3 separate regions of the Mus musculus genome follow, and all the other regions are linked to region 1. The links are chromatin contacts, called in public Hi-C maps. All regions are on one chromosome and are shown on one strand. The core of a region is the stretch at or near the end of the contact, and the rest is flanking DNA. Distances in the headings are between cores, read along the strand shown. Region 1 overlaps Igsf3 (immunoglobulin superfamily, member 3). Region 2 has its middle 22 kb from the start of Gm33381. Region 3 has its middle 53 kb from the start of Ptgfrn.

Region 1 (2,531 bases), core at 11-2,510:
AACCAGTCCGTCAGGGAGGCAAAAAGGCTCAGTCCCATCATTGCCAAAAAAGAAAAAAAAAAAAATAATAATAAACGAGCCAACCTGAAGGAAGGGTCAAGGGCTCCAGGCGGCACCCAGTTTCTGAGGGTTGCCCTGATCAAAGGCAATGACTGGGGATGAGGGGGGGACGGGTGGTTGTTGGCTTGGCTTTGGCAAGCTTGGTCTCTTGACTTACCCCTGGGCAGGTAGCTTTCTTCTGTAGGTGCTTTGCCAAATTTTCAAGGGGACATGTCTAGTGAAGCCTGAAGGGGCTGCCCTGAGTGGAGGGAGCATTATGGCCAAAGTGGCCCCTGTGCACAGGCCCAGTGGAGTGTGCTGAGCTGCTACACTGAGCTTAGCAGAGTGGAGCGTGGGAGGGCGTCTTAGAGCCTGGTTGAGAGGTTGGAGGAGTGCTTCCCTCTGTCTTCCTTCCAGTGAGCCTTTCCTCGGAGACGGTGAGGGCATCCTTATCCATCGCAGCTCTTCCCGAATCTCAGTGCCATGGAGATATTGTCCTCGGATAGGACCAGGCACAGCCCTTTGCCATTCTTGTTGTCCCCCTGCTTTCAGCAGACAACTCAGAACAGGAGCTGTCACTTTCCTTTGTTAGAGTGTGTGTGTGTGTGTGTGTGCGTGCGCGCGTGTATGTTTATGTTGTTTGGTTGTACTGGTGGCTTTTAATTTTCAGCCCCCAAATCTGAACTCCACTGCCTCCACTCTGTTAAGCCAGATGCTTAGCTGCCCTGGAGCCTCATCAATTGTAAATCCTCCCTTTTGTCACTCTGAGGGTCTCGTGACCCCTCTCTTCCCCATCCTTCAGTGGCCACATCTTCTCTGGGGAATTTGCATCCTGAGTCCCAAGAGAGAGCCCCTTGGCAAAAGGTACCCAGGATTGTGGAAGTAAATTTAAGGAGTGATTTCTGCAAAGCCTTGTCCTGAGAATAAACAGACAACACAAAGGCTGCAGGACTTCCAGGTCATTGGGCCAGGCTGTTATGGATCCTTCCGAGGAGTCTGCTAGGTGTGGGCCGTGTGCTGAGCAGAGAGGGCAGGAGGCAAGATGCAGCCTGACAATCCTTCCTGGCCCTCTTGTTCTCTGAGAAGTGTCCAGGCAGCGCCACCTTAATCCTCCTGTGCCTGCCCTGCTGATTCTCATTTTTGCTGCACGAACACATCAGAGGGACCAAATTGGCTCAGTCACGAAGAAAGAATGTCTTTTGTTCTGTTCCTTCGATTCATGGGTGTGGGCTCTTGGTGGGTAGTTGCTGACTCCTGAGTTTTAGGCTGAGTCAATGAGGGAAGATTGACGCCAGAGGGCTGGCCTGGATTAAGATTTCAGATCAGCTCTGTAGCAGCAGAAGACTCAAGTAAATATGCAAAGCAACCGCAGGACGTTTGCAAGGAGCAAAGAAATCTATGTCAGTATTTTAACAACCGTTTTTTGCGTGTATTTTCTGCAGGGCTGGGGTATGCAATCAAAGTTTAAACTCTGAGCTTTCTATGAAAACAAAACAAAACAAAACAAAAACAAAAAAACAGAAAAGAAAAAGAAAAATCCAAAACCCTCAGGACCTCTCTGTGGCTGGGTCTATGGACATGTGTTGTCGGATAAATGGTGATGGCGCCCTCAAGTGGCTAGAAGGCTTCACTGCATATTGTCTGTTGAGGCTTTTGTCCTCCGAGATCAGAGTACTCAAGAGAGACTCCTGACATCTGTCCTCTCCAGTGTCACATTTATGAGCATCTCCACTGTGCTAGGCCTGTCCCAGGACACTATATGACCACACCCTCTCTCATCGGTGTGTTTCTGTAGCAAGTCTTCATATTTGTTTCCAACAATGGTGTCTCTGCGTTCATGTTGAAGACAGAGATGGGGTAAGAAGACTATCCGTGCATGAAGTAGAGAACTGTTGGTTTGTTTCTTTTTTTTTTTTTAAAGGAGAAGCTATTTGTAAGCCACTGCACAAAGACGTTTTATATACACTGCAGAGACCTGTAGTAAATTATGTTGACAATACGCTGTTTACATTTTCTGGAGTCTGATGGCCTCCTACCCCTCACTGAAGCAGCCACCTCCTGCTGTGGGACTGTGCTCAGTGGGTGGCCTGGAGTTTTGCTCTTGGCACTGATGTACCAGATTCAAGTTTTACACGCTGTAGCTTTTCTATGCATGCCCTCACCCAACCTAAATTATGTTTTTTTGTATAAATGATAAAAAAAAACTTTCTCAAGACACTTTTGCCACATGCTGAAATGTATCACAACTCTACACCTACCAGTTAAGAGTGCAGCCCTGGAGCTGTGACACAGGTGCCCCCCGGGCCTGCTAGGCAGACTGGGAAGCTGGCTTTGCTATGGGTTATGTGACTAGTTTTCCTTTGGTGGGAAATTTGGGGTAAGAAGACACCAGTGAGAATAGCCTTCCAGCTCACAGGGCCTCTGCTGCCGAGACCCAACTGCCCTTCCCAAGCCCCGCTAATGCTCATGAATGGAAGTGGACAACAGGCATG
Region 2 (2,531 bases), core at 20-2,519, 340 kb after region 1:
TTGTCTCCCATGGTTCTTAGAAAAGGCCGTTGAATGTCTGACGATTTGAGATTCCATGGTTTTGTCAGCCCTTCTGTTTGAACAGAAAGCTCCCTAATCCATGCCCCTCTCCACATTCACGCATAACTGGTTAACAAGTCATACCCGAAAATACGAGCCTCCCCTTCGGTGCACGATGCTGGTAGATTGGATTTTATTGTTGCCATCCTTGGGATATTCTTGTTTGCTAGGGTCTCCACGAGACACAAAGCTATAGATCAATCCCCTGCCCTGTACTCCCAGTCTTAATGTTATACACTGTTATTGAGGAACTATGGCTTCAGAGGTGAAGGGCTGGAAGAAAACCAAGTCTTTCTGGACCCTCAAATTCCTTTCTTCCTGGCCTAAGGGGCATTGTTCGGATCATAAATTGCAGGCCTTTTAAGAAAAGCAAACAAAGGCTAACTGCATTGCAAAGGTCACCGGGCCCGTGGAGAGAGCGCGTGATTAGCTTCTGAAACAGAAGGCTTTGAGGACTTTACAGGGTTCAAAGGTGCGACCAGAAATTTTCAGTCCAGGGCAAATCCTAAGAAGTCTTCCTCCCCCATCTGTCACCTCAAGAGCTCCGCCCATCTACCTTCTGGGAGGACCCGCTGCTGCGGACAGGGCTGACAGGGCGGGTCAAGCAAGGGCAGGAACATGCCCCACCCCCTCCCCTCAGACCAAGCCAGGAACAGGGGAGGTTTCCACTTGGAAAGCCATCCTGGTCGGCTTCTCCACGTGCCTCTCTGTCACCTGCACTGTGAATGACTAGTGATGACTTATACGCATGCCCAGGCGGTGACCTTGGATTTTTTTTTTTTTTTTTTTTTTTTGGTCTGTGATTCTCAAATGTTTATGAATAAATTGATAATGCCTACCCTGGTTCAAAGGATGGTTGGAGGGATGAAATGAGATAAAGCACAAAGAACAGGAAATGTACAGAACACATATCCGTGGATTTTAGGGGCCTGAACTGTTCTTTTCTGGAACATTCTCACCCTCCACCCATCTGTTGTCTTTGTGCCGAGCTGGGTGGGGGACGCTTGCACTGGGTGGGGGACACACGCTGTGTGTCCAGGGTGGACTGTACTGTGACTGTCCCCATGGAGTCAACACTCCCCTTTGCCAGCCTCATCCAGAGCATGGAGAGCCTGTGGGTCAGGATAGCCTGTCTGCGGTGGGAGAGGGCCACAGTGTGGCGAACTGCTCTCCTCCGCTGCCATTGGCCACGGTCAGCAGCCAGCCAGAGAGAAGCCGCGAGCGCCCCCTGACGTCTTCACCGCACAGCACAGGCGGGGCTGCCACAGCCAAGCAGCAGATCTCAGTCAGCCAGCAGAGATCGCCAAGTGTGCCCTGCGCATCTCCTGCTGGTCTGCTGTAGGTCTTTACTCCGTTTGGAACACCTGTCCTGGTCATAAAGGACAGGTTTCACATATGTGAATCCTACATAGAGAGACCCAAGGGCAGAGGACATTTTTGATGACCATTACCACGGAGACAAAAGGAGAATATTCTAGAAGGAGGCAAAAGAGGAAAGGGCAAAATAAGAGAAGACTATGGGGCTTGGGGTGAAGAAGAAAAGGAGTCCAGACCCTTTGGGCCCATGGCTCACTAAGTGAGTTCTCCATCCATGGTTGCCTCTTGGGCCTGAAACCACAGGTTAGGTTTTGTTTCGAGCCGCCCTAATGTTGACTGCCCCACAGAATATTCCCATCCCCCTCCAGGTGGGGAGGAGAGTCTACAACTCTGACCAAGTTTGGGCTGTCTTTGGGAGATGTGATTTGCTCAATTACGGCACAGTTCCCTGACACTCGGCACTGATCTCTCATTCCTTTGTATCCAAGCACCCCGGGTTGGGTCCTGACAGGAGAGTCATGAGCTACGAGGACTTAAAAGCTAAAGCTGGCAAAGGAAAGTGACTCCCTCTCAGAGCAAAGCTGTTGAATGAGAGGAAATGAATGGTCTAGACTCAGAAACAAAGCAATGGGGAGGGAGGGCTTCTGCCAAGACCACTGCTATTTGTTCCCAGGCTTGGCAGGAAGGGAGAAAGCCTGAAAGCTTTGCTGACAAGCATTGTTTACAAGCAGAGAGAGTGTGTGTTGTCCACACAGCCCTCGAAGTGCACCTTGGATCCCAGTCAGGATAGCAGACACCAGCTGTAGGGAGCTGCGATGCAGGCCCATCAGTGTGCCTTCTCAGGTCTGCTCTATCAGGCTGCACAGAGAGAGGAGGCAGGCACTTCTCAGAGACAGGCTTCTGGAGCCAGAGGTCCTTTTCCTTTCTCACTGTGATTTTTCAACATCTCAAAATTGCTTTATGAAGAGCCTCTTCTGAGCCTTGCAAAACTTGAGATCAAGTCCAGTTCCCCTGCCTCAACGCAGCAAATGCATGAAAACCCATCTTCCTTCCTCCCATCCATCCATCCATCCATTCATCCATCCATCCATCTATCCAAGTCTGCATTTATCAAGCATCCATGAAGCATCTGCTCTGCACAAGTCATAGTTCTG
Region 3 (2,531 bases), core at 20-2,519, 300 kb before region 1:
GTGGCTAAGTGAACCGGAGAACAAAGAGCGTTCACATCCCAGCTGTAGCCCCTTGCTCAGCCTGGGACTGAGACTGAGAAGCGACTGAGTGGACGGGGAGGGGCCTGAGCGGCAGCAGGATCTCACTAGACATTATCTTTCCAGAGCTGGGATCACTAATCCTGATGTGTCCAGCCAAATAACTTTCCCCGGAGTTATTCCCGCTCCGCTAGGAAGCGCAGATCTCCAAACCTATAGGGTGGAGGGAGGCTACCGATTTTAACCTGGCCTGTGTCATCCAGTGTCCCTCCAGATTCACAGTGTCCTGCACTCTGCTAAGCCGCCCAGCCTCTGGGCTGTGTGCCCTGACCCTGCTGTGGTCTGAGCCAGAGCCATAGCTCTGCTCTTGGAAAGCTGTGCGCAAGGCCCGCCCTCTAGGCCTTGGCATTGGGTCTGAAGCCCAGACTGGGAACGGGAGAAGCCAAGGAAAGGTCTCAGGTGTGTAGACCATCCCGCCGCAGAGTCAACTGTCAGCGGTGGTCATTAGTGACTGGTGAGCTGGATGCTGGTGGCAGTCCCACTGGGTAGTTTTCAATGGTGTGACCTTGGCTCTGCACTTTGGTGCCAAATCCTTTGGTTCGTGCCTGTTCACCGAGCCAAATTTCCCAGGCTTCCTGGCGATTCTGTGAACTACTTGAGTGCTCTCCAATAATTTTTCCTTTTTTTTTTTCTACCTAAGAGTCGATTTGTAATGTTGGAAATCAAGAACCCTGCCTGGTACAGCATCTGTCCCTGCAAGACTCAGGAAACCAGGGACATGCGGGCTGGTGTGTGTGTGTGTGTGTGTGCGTGTGTGTGTGTGAGAGAGAGAGAGAGAGAGAGAGAGAGAGAGAGAGAGAGAGAACAGGAGAAGCAGAGTGACAGAACTAGACATCTGGAAAGGAAAGGCAGTATGGAAATTCAGGGAGAGGGAGGGAAGGGAAGGGGAAAGGCTAGAAGGGTTGGCGGGTGAGGGACAGCAGCCAGGAAGGGGTCGTGCACGTTGTTAATGCTTGTAATAAGAGCCTTAGAGGAAACTGCCCCAGTGGCCTCCCTAAGGTATTTTTGCATTGCTATTTCTGTCAGACAACGTGGTTTAAATTGTTTCTCGGCACTGTTTTAGGAACAACAGTTCCTTGATTCAGTCTTGCTTCTGGAGATGAACCCGGGCGTTGGCTTTAACATTATACATTGATCAAGCATGCAGCGTGCCGGGGAGTGTACAGATATATGGGCATGCATATGCATGGCGTGCTATAGTATGATAAATACATGCATGAGAAAAATCAGGTCTGGGGCTAGTTATGTGGGAGGGGAACCTTTATGTAGCACGCTTATTTAATATCTCAAAGGGGAAACATTACTTATTATGCCATATCAGCGTATCATTCGTCTTATGGGTAGACAGAATGAAGAATCTTCGACAATTAATAGAAATTGCAGGAAAAATTATGATTAACTGCCATCTGCTGGCTTCTGTGTATTTTATTTTCATGCAGCTTCTAGCCTGCCCTCGTAATTATCGGTGTCTGTCTTTCCCGTCCTTAACTGGTTCTGTTAACCAGTGCTGCCCTTGTGGGTACGGGGTGGGGCGGAGGGTGTACGTGCAAGAGGATGAAGCTAACTCAAATACACCAATCCGTCTTCTTCTAAGTTCCAATTTGAGAGAGCAGGCTACAGCTTATTTTAGAATTCTGTTTTCGTAGCAGATTGAGCAAGCAGTGTATGCTTAGCGAGTGTATAGTAGGGGGCAGGCAGTGCTTTGAAAGTGACTTCTCTCTCTCATCCTCTCATCTCTGAGGACCATAGGGTTTGCATCTCAAAAGCTCTGTCCGGCTTCTGGCAGGTGAGGCCTTTCAGAGTCTCATTCAGATGACATTGTAGCCAGGGAGAGCCTGTTGCAGCGCCAAACCTGATGGGGAAGGGAAGCAGATTCCAGCAGAGCGTATTTGACCCTTTGCCCCAAAGCCCCTACTAGAAGTGCTCAGCAGGAAATAGATCTTCTCTGTTAGTAAATGAGGGTGACTTTTGTTTACGCGGTGAGTCCAGGCATAGGCCATCCCCCCATCACTCCCCAAGTAGACCAGAGAGTTGGTGATTTATCTGGGTGACTCACACTCCACGTCTGGTTTGAACTAATCAGATTGATGTTCCAGAGTTTCCAAGTCAGTACAAGTCATTGTGGTTGGCCATTACAACTTTAAAAATGTATCTATTTGTGTGGGGGTGGAATTTGTACACAGTATGCCTAGGTGTGGAGGCCAAAAGTAACAATGCTGGCTTGGAGCTGCTACAGGCTCTGAGGCTACAGTGTCTGAATGAGACATGGAATACCTCACCTGTCAGAAGCCAGACAGAGCATTTGAGATGCAAACACTATTGGTCCTTTTGGTGTGGGTGGGAGTAGGGTTAGGATTTCCCCCTGAGCCTGAGGCTCAGCAGTTCAGCAGTAGGCTGGCTGGCCAGTGAGCTTTAGGATCCATTTGTCTCCATCCTGCTCCGGCCCCCACCCC

Evidence for each region. Hi-C and Micro-C count contacts between places; a contact is called where the count stands out from the background.
Region 2: a Hi-C map of forebrain shows a contact between it and region 1, with 7 times the contacts expected there. The contact joins two enhancer-like sites. A contact is called at or near these places in 2 of 15 datasets of contacts at CTCF or cohesin (embryonic stem cells and large pre-B cells), 7 of 484 Hi-C or Micro-C datasets (8-cell embryo, the HL-1 cell line, bone marrow-derived macrophages and 3 more) and 5 of 115 datasets of contacts at active chromatin or transcription factors (DN3 thymocytes, T-cell acute lymphoblastic leukemia, bone marrow-derived macrophages and 2 more).
Region 3: a Hi-C map of cerebellum shows a contact between it and region 1, with 3 times the contacts expected there. The contact joins two enhancer-like sites. A contact is called at or near these places in 7 of 484 Hi-C or Micro-C datasets (CD4 T cells, cerebellum, cerebral cortex and 4 more).

Annotation. Positions count from the first base shown.
Region 1 is chr3:101,460,806-101,463,336 of GRCm38.p6, forward strand. Igsf3 (immunoglobulin superfamily, member 3) reads left to right here. Exons shown (of 11, transcript NM_207205.2): 11 at 1-2,255. Among named protein-coding and RNA genes, the nearest start is that of Gm40109, 46 kb to the right of the region's middle. Within about 2 kb of position 1,261, at least 65 of the 459 cell types and tissues checked have an H3K27ac peak or open chromatin away from gene starts, as enhancers often do. A contact at or near this core is called in cerebellum, cortical neurons, forebrain and 1 more, where this site is marked.
Region 2 is chr3:101,805,107-101,807,637 of GRCm38.p6, forward strand. No RefSeq gene overlaps it. Among named protein-coding and RNA genes, the nearest start is that of Gm33381, 22 kb to the right of the region's middle. Within about 2 kb of position 1,270, at least 126 of the 459 cell types and tissues checked have an H3K27ac peak or open chromatin away from gene starts, as enhancers often do. A contact at or near this core is called in forebrain, where this site is marked.
Region 3 is chr3:101,161,727-101,164,257 of GRCm38.p6, forward strand. No RefSeq gene overlaps it. Among named protein-coding and RNA genes, the nearest start is that of Ptgfrn, 53 kb to the left of the region's middle. Within about 2 kb of position 1,270, at least 109 of the 459 cell types and tissues checked have an H3K27ac peak or open chromatin away from gene starts, as enhancers often do. A contact at or near this core is called in cerebellum, cortical neurons and uterus, where this site is marked.